2 separate regions of the Ovis aries genome follow, and region 2 is linked to region 1. The links are chromatin contacts, called in public Hi-C maps. All regions are on one chromosome and are shown on one strand. The core of a region is the stretch at or near the end of the contact, and the rest is flanking DNA. Distances in the headings are between cores, read along the strand shown. Region 1 has its middle 57 kb from the start of RBX1. Region 2 holds the start of EP300 (E1A binding protein p300).

The links. Hi-C and Micro-C count contacts between places; a contact is called where the count stands out from the background.
Region 2: a Hi-C map of blood shows a contact between it and region 1, with 2.0 times the contacts expected there. The contact joins the promoter of EP300 here to the enhancer-like site in region 1. A contact is called at or near these places in 4 of 16 Hi-C or Micro-C datasets (blood, hypothalamus and omental adipose tissue).

Annotation. Positions count from the first base shown.
Region 1 is chr3:218,038,387-218,042,179 of ARS-UI_Ramb_v3.0, reverse strand. No RefSeq gene overlaps it. Among named protein-coding and RNA genes, the nearest start is that of RBX1, 57 kb to the right of the region's middle. Within about 2 kb of position 1,794, at least 40 of the 54 cell types and tissues checked have an H3K27ac peak or open chromatin away from gene starts, as enhancers often do. A contact at or near this core is called in hypothalamus, where this site is marked.
Region 2 is chr3:218,104,385-218,108,245 of ARS-UI_Ramb_v3.0, reverse strand. It overlaps EP300 (E1A binding protein p300), which reads right to left and starts at 1,377. Exons shown (of 30, transcript XM_042247785.1): 1 at 868-1,377. The coding sequence starts at 961.

The DNA of each region.
Region 1 (3,793 bases), core at 545-3,044:
GCTCTTTTGAAATTTCTCCCACCAACTTCACCAAGGGTGTCCCAGTTATGAGATTAAATGGTCACTTTTTCTTTGTCCTCCTTTTCCTTGACCTCTCCATGATATTCCACACTGTCAATCCCTCTCTCTTTCTTAGGAACGCTTTCTTCCCTTGACTTCACTGCCCACTATCCATTCCAGTCCTGTGATTTTTAAATACACTACAGGTTCTCAACTTCCGGATTTCAATCTCTAGCCCTTGGGACTTCCCCAGTGGTCCAGTGGTTAAAACTCCACTCTTGGAATCTCTAGCCCTGCTCCCATCCCTGGGAATTCTCCTCAAATACCTACCTCCCCACGGTATCTCCACTTGGATATCTCAATGGCAGCTCAGGTGTAGCATTCCAAACTCTACTTTGGATTCCCCCAAATCTTCCCCTAGTCTTCCTCAAGGCATTTCAAAGCACTGCCATTCTCCTAGCTTCCCGTCATCAAAGCCTCTCTCCTTCAAGACTCCTGTCTAATCCGTCAGCAAATCCAGTCACTTCTACCTTCGACTGGTGTCCTGAATCACACCTCTTCTCCCTGGCTCCTCTCTCCTCTCCGCTCAAGCTCTCACCTTGGGAATCTAATTCGCCACCCCACCCCCCACCCCCGCACCCCGCCGCCGAAAGCACGGCCTGGGCTTCTGGGCTTTCATCATTTCAGTCTTTCCACTCCTTCCACTGTTCAGTCTCCTTTATCTTCATGTTTATCTCCACTCCTTAATGTTTTAATCTGTTCAGCTTTTAAAATGTTTTCTAAACAAAGGGCTTTTCATCAAAAGCCAGTAAGTGTCTCAGGGGGCACAACTGAAATCTGACCCGATGCCAAGGATCTGTTTCACAATGACAGGTCGGGCCGTGGGTGGAGAGTGAGGGTCAGGCAGAACCAGATGGTCACCTGCTTATAATTGTATCTGAGTGCCGCGCACCTGGGGGGCTCATCTTACCACCATGACTTTCGCTTATGATAAAAAATCTTCCATAATATGATTAAACAGAAAATCCAAGATTACCAACTTTCCTGTAACTTCAAGGACAGGAACTCTAGCCCGGCTCTTCGGGTCAGCCCTTGTGGCTGTGATCTCACCCATTTAGCGAGGGCTGACTGTCACTAACTGCTATCAGCGTGGCCCTGATCCTATTATCTCCTCCAGGGCAGGGGTCCAGGGGGCTCCAGGGGCTCGCCTCCGCAGCTCCCAACCCCTGGCTCGGTGCCAGCGGCCGGGACACCTGGGCGGCAGCGGGGCGAGAACGGGGCTCCGTCCCTCCTGAGGCCCGGCACGTGCAGCCGCCGGGACCCCGCGCTCGCGCTCACCCCCGCCCCGCCCGGGACCTAGACCGCGGGACCGCCCGGGGATCAGCGAAGGTTAAGGGTCGAGGTCCACATGAGCCCTGCGGCGAGGGTGGAGGGGCCCGGGGATCGCGCGCTGAAGCCAGAACAAAGGTTGCAAAGAGCGGAGCCCTAGGGCGCGGCTCTCTCCGCCCCGGGCCCAGGTGTCGGGGTGTGGCCGGACCGAGCCGGCCGCCGCCGCCCGGGTCTCCTTCCTCCGCGGAAGCCCCCGGGGCCCCGGCGGCCGCGGGGTCTCGGGACTGCCTGCCCGCGCCGAGCCGCCCGCGGCCGCCTTTGTGTCCGGATCTGGGCGAACGAAACCGCCACTGGTTTGCTGTCGCATCCGAGTTCCCTTTTCAGATTTCCCCCACCCCACCCCCACCCTGCTCCCCGCCCGGGCATCCGGAGGCCGCAGCCGAGGCTTCATCGCTGAAAAGTAGACGCGCAGCGTCGCCACCCCTACCCCGCCTCCGGAAGTGGGGCGGCCCCCGAGCCCGGCCGGTCCCCCCACCCCCACCGCAGGCAGGTGCGCGGCCCCGGGGGCCGCAGCGCGGCGGCGGGGCTGGGCGGGGGTGGGAGGGCCTGGGCGGCAGGCAGGCAGGGCCCTGGAGGCGTGGCGGGGATGTCCTGGGGGTTGCACCCGCGTCAAAGAAACCCCGCAGAGCAGGAGGCGGGCACTGCACTGTTGGGGGCCGGGGGTCGCAGGCTTGGGGACGGGATTGACAGGAGCCCGAGCGGCGGGCAGCGCGGGCACACGGGTTGCGTGTGACCTCGGCAAGCCGTCTCTCTGGGCCTCGGCTTTCTGGTCTGTCTAATGGGAATGGCGTTTGTGCGCGCCACCTGCAGGACTGGGCTGAGCGCCCCTCCGCTTCTGCGGGACAAACCCAGTTACACAGGTCTGGGCTCCTTCCTCCCCTTAAAACGGGCTTTCCTTGTGGCTCAGCTGGGAAAGAATCCGCCTGCAATGCGGGAGACCTGGGTTCCATCCTTGGGTGGAGGAAGATTTCCTGGAGAAGGGAAAGGCTACCCACTCCTTGGCCTGGAGAATTCCATGGACTGTATAGTCCATAGGGTCGCAAAGAGTCAGACAAGATTGAGCGACTTTCACTTTCACTTCCCATTAAAACAGAGGTCGGCAGAGGACCAGAGGGTTGGATGGCATCACGGATTCAATGTGTTTGAGCAAACTTCAGGAGATGGTGAAGGACACGGAAGCCTGGCTGCTGCGGCCCATGGGGGTTGCAAAGAATCCGACACACAACACCCCATTAAATATTCTGAGGCTTCTGGCACCAAGCCTGTGCTGGGCGGGAGGGTGCAGTGATAAAGGCAGTGGGCTGGGCCTGGAGAAGCCAATAAAGGAGACTTTCCCTCGGGCCAGAAGGTGGGCCCCTGAAGCTGTGGGAAGTCAGCCAGCCCAGGGCCCTTCTGTGTGCCAGGCCTAGGCTCTCCAGGTAGTGCCAGGCACTTGTAGTACTTGCTTGCTCCTTGGCCTGTTTTTAGAAAGGCCACGTGACCTGAACACTGCTTCTAGATGATAAGATACTAGGTGTAGACTCTGAGAAGCCAGACCCTGACCCCTCAGTAGGCTGAGAGATCCTTTTCTCTTGCCACCTCTGCACTAGGAAGAGTTCTGAAGGAACCCCCTTTTCTCAGCTTTCCTCCGTCCCGCAGTGCTTAGGGCCTCAGGCTATCCCTCAGTCAGTTCCGACACAGCGCCCTAGCTGGGCTTGTCCAGGGCCTGTCCCCAGACTGTTCAGTAAGTGAGTACCGAGTGAATGGAAGAAGTCTTTTGTTCCCACACCTCCACCCACAGCCCCATGCTCCCTGTTGTGTTTAGTGGCTAAGACTTGTCCAACTGTTTTGCGGCCCCGTGGTCTGTAGCCTGACAAGCTCCTCTGTCCATGGAACTTCCCAGATAAGAATATTGGAGTGGGTTGCCATTTCCTTCTCCAGAGGATCTTCCCAACCCAGGGATTGAACTCATGTGTCTTGTGTTGGCAGGCAGGTTCTTTACCACTGAGCCACCAGGGAAGCCCCAAGTGCTCCCTACCGAGGCTTAATAAATAATCCCACCTACCATTTACTGAGTGTCTGTGCTGTGCCAGGTTCTATGCTAAGTGCTGAGTTCATGCTTTCCTATGAGAGGGCATGGACGGGTCACTTGGGTAGTTCAGCCAAACCAAAGCTGGATGCTGGCATGGGACAGATTCTGGAGGCAATGGGCTGCTCCGCCTGTTCAGCTGAGCTGCACAGACTTGCACAAGTCCATTGTCAGAGCGGCCTGGCATTCCTCGTGCAGGGACTGAAGTCAGTGCGGGGGCCTGCACTGCCATTCTGGAAGCTTGCAGGATTGTCGGCTCAGCCAGGGTCCAGGTCCTACTGATTCTGCCTCTCAGTGTCCCTCCCATCTGCCTGGGTCTCACCATTAGTCCCCAGA
Region 2 (3,861 bases), core at 128-2,627, 66 kb before region 1:
CACACATTTTAAATTCTTGTATGATCAGTTTATGTGGGCAGTTCTTGATTGGGACTCTCTCAATTTCTAGTCTTGATTTCCAAGTACATAACTCCACACAATCAGTTAACCCCCCAACTCTTCCCAAAGAGAAAGTAACTACAAATTGCAAAGAAAATGCCTCTGCTCTCTCCCAACCTAAAACCCCAGAAATTCAGACATTTTGGTCTGGCACCAAAGAAATGAGAGAGATATAATGAACTGCGCTCCATATTGATTTTAAAAGCAAATAAGGGGGCGGAGGGAGCTAGGAATGGTTAGTAAAATAATTCATACCAAATTTCAGGTTTGACGTTTAACTTCACATCAAGCCTGAAATCCTGGATCTCACACACACAAACAAGTAAAACCAATAATTTTTACACCTTCATCCTCAACAGAAAATCTTAGGCAAAAAGGAATTCTTGAAGAGTAGTAGAAAGTAGAGAAAACAGAACAAGTAACGATCAGGAAGAAAGAATTCACAATTCCTCACTTAACCACAAATTACAACTAAAAGTGCCAAAAAAAAAAAAAAAAAACCCTTACACTCAAATGCATTTCCAAAATTAAACTGCATGATAACGACAATAAAGGCCATTTTTACAGCACAACTCAAGAGCCCTAATTCCAGAACACACATCGATATGACATAGTGTGGCAACGAATGTTTAGGAAGCAAAGAAAATGGTTCGACTACTGGACGCCTTCGATCAGCTCATTCAAACACCTTTAAAATCAATCAAGAGGCAGAGAACTAGGAAGAGAAAAGAAAATATGGACGAATAAAGGTGCTGCGAGCAGAAAAGATTGAGAAGGAGGTGGAAGGCCAGGACTCCCGAGACTAACCTGTGCCATCGCTGGCGGACGCCGAGAGGGCCGGAGATGAGAGTTTAGGCCGCTTGGCTGAAGGCGGCCCCGGTTCCACGACATTCTCGGCCATTTTTAATTCTTTCGGAGATACGGGCGAGGAAAAGGAGAATCCTCGGGAAATCTCTTCTTCAGCCCGGGGTCCCCGCCCGGATCCCGGGGGTGGGCTCAGGGGGCTCCGCCGGCCCCCGAAGGGGGTGGGGGGAAGTTCCTTTTTCTCTCCGCCGGATCGCGGTGGCTGAAGAGGGATGTGGACTCGATAGAAAAGGTAGGGGCAAGTGCGAGGGGCCGGGCCTGGGCCCAGGCCCGGAGGAGGGCACAGGCACACAAATGCGCCGAGCGCGTCCGCTGCGGCGAATCCCGGAGAACTCGCGACTCTAGAGGCGCAGTCCCCGGCCCGCCACGGCCGGCCCCTGCCCAGCCGAGGTCTCTCGGAGCTCCGCCGCCGCCATCAGCTTCTTCCTCCTCGGCGCTGTCCTCCTCCTTCTCATCGCCACAAGGAGGCGGGGGCGAAAAGCGGGGAGAGGAGGAGGCGACAAGAGACACTCACCTCCTCCCGGTGCCCCCTCCCGGACCTGAGCCCCCACCCTCCGAACCCTCCTCCTCCTCCTGCCGCCGCGCTCCGCGCCGCCGCCGCCGCACCGGCCCCTAATGGCCGCAGAGAGCTCGCCCGAGCTGAGAGCCAGGCTGGCGCCGCCGCTTCACATCGCGCGGCGGAGGCGCGGCGAGGACGCCGGGCGCGGAGCTCGCCGGCCCAGAGGGCCGAGGGGGGCCGGGCTGAGCAGCGCCGCCTGCCCGCGCCGACGCCGAGCCCACCGAGGAGGCCCCGCTTCTGGCGAGCGGCGCAGGCGGCTTCCTCTCGCGCCGCGCTCTCTCCTCCTTCGCCCTCCCCTCCCGCGAAAATAAATAAATACGGCCGCCGCTACGGCCCCCACCCTCGGCGGCCAGGTGCCTGGAGCGCCCGCCCCCCGGGGCTCCGCTCGGGGCCGCCCTCGACGGCGGGCGAAGGCGCCGCGGGGCGCGGGGTTATGTAATGGTCCCCCCTTAGGCGTCGACGCCGGCCCGGCTCCGGGGCCGCGGTGGGGGTGTGTGCGGGCGGGAGGGGGCTGGGGGTCGCCTCAGCCCGTGCGCCCCGGGCCCCCTGCCACTGTCTCGGCCCCCTGCCGCCTCTCTTCGGCCCAGCTCCCCTCCGCACTCTCACTCCCGCAGTTCGCACTCAGCCCGGCGTCCCGCTTGCCCACTCTCGCCCGCTCCCTCTCGCCCTCTCTCCCCCCCAGCCTAGCACACAAACAAGATGGCGGCTGTTGTTTCTTCCCTCTGCCGAATCCTCCTTACAGGCTAGCGGTAGCAGCGGCGGCCGGAAATGAGCCAAGGGGGGGGGTGAAAAAAAGGGGAGGGGTTAGGCCTCCGGAGGGAGGTGGCAGGGGGCGGGGCCTGGGCCCAAGCCGCTCACACAATGGGGGAAGAGGAGCCGGGGGGCGGGGCCGGGTCAATCACGGGATCCGCCCAAGGCCCCAACGCGGTTGGCGCTTCCGCAAACTCCCCCGGCGTCACCCGGTGGCTCCCTTTAAAGGGGAGGATTTGGGGGGGGGGGGAGGTCAGGGGCGGGCTTGGGATCTATTTTCAGTCGGTGGACATTTACGGGGGAAGGTGCCTGGGTTGGGTCTTTGCGTAGGAGATCGGTGGGAACTGGGTGGCGGGGTGACGGGGCCGCGCAGCTACTCAGGGAAGGCGACAAGTCGCCACACAGGTGGCCGAAGAGGAGCGCCCTGGGGATGGCACTGTTAATTTATTAGGCAGGGGTACCCCGCCGCCCAGTATTCCAGGCCACAGATCGTGCGTTCCTCTCCGTCGCCTTCCCAGGGCTCCCATCCAAAAATCACACCAACTATGGGTTGTTTCCTTTTTCTTTTAATGTTAGGGTTTTTTTTTGACAGTGAACATATTTTATTTTGATAATCAGGAAACAAAAATCACAGCAGTGGGAAGATGTTTTAAGACCAGATCTACTAAATTCGTTTCTTGCCCACCACGTGTACACATGCCCCTACCAGGCGGCACTCTCACCAAAGGAGCATTGAATTATTTTTCAACCTGATGACATTTTAGGGTGTTTCTTTTAATCCGCTCTCGATAGAACAGCTTTAAAAAATAAAAGGCCATGTTTAGGCAGTGCTTTAAAGATAATGTAGTTATGGGGAAAATGATGGAGGAAAATGCTTGACTATAAATAAAATGTGTTTATGACATCAATTTTGCTGAGGAAGGCCTCACCAGCATTCTTTCAGGTACCTACATGTTACAGGATTTCTCTGTGTTTGGCCTTGGGTAAATTGATGGCAAGGTCTCCCCAAAGAAACCCCTAAACCAGTTTCTATGGAGATAGTTTAAAACTTTTACACATGTTTCAGATCTCATGCATCTTAGTTGATGTTTCCTTACTGTCAAGTTTACTTTGATTTTTGTAGATGTTGTCTATTGCCTTTTAAATGAATGACTAGGAGAATAAATAAGAACCTAGAAGTGAAAATCTTAAGCAACTCAGGTTGCCAACAGGGATGAATTCTGTCCTGTGACTTCAGGCCTAATTTACCCCAAACTGCAGTAGAAAGGCAGGCAAATTGAAAAGGGCAGTACCGACTTACCTTAAAGTTGTTATAGGATGGATTCACCTTGTTGGACTAAAGTGAGAACTGGCCTTCAGGAATAATTCAGTTCTCTTTAGTGATTTATATCCGCGTTCACGGTAAAGAGGACAGAGGGAAAAAATATGCACAACACCTGAAAATTTTGCCCATCATTTCCTCCTGAGAGGTTTCTCATTTGATTTTTTTTTTTTTTTTTTTTTGAAGAGTTCATGACTTTTGGAGAAAGATTTGCCTTGTTTGCAGACAGTGCAGCTTGAGGCTAAACAGCATTCAAACATCCCTGGCCCACCTAGCCCAAATACCGTGGGACTAGGTATGGAACACC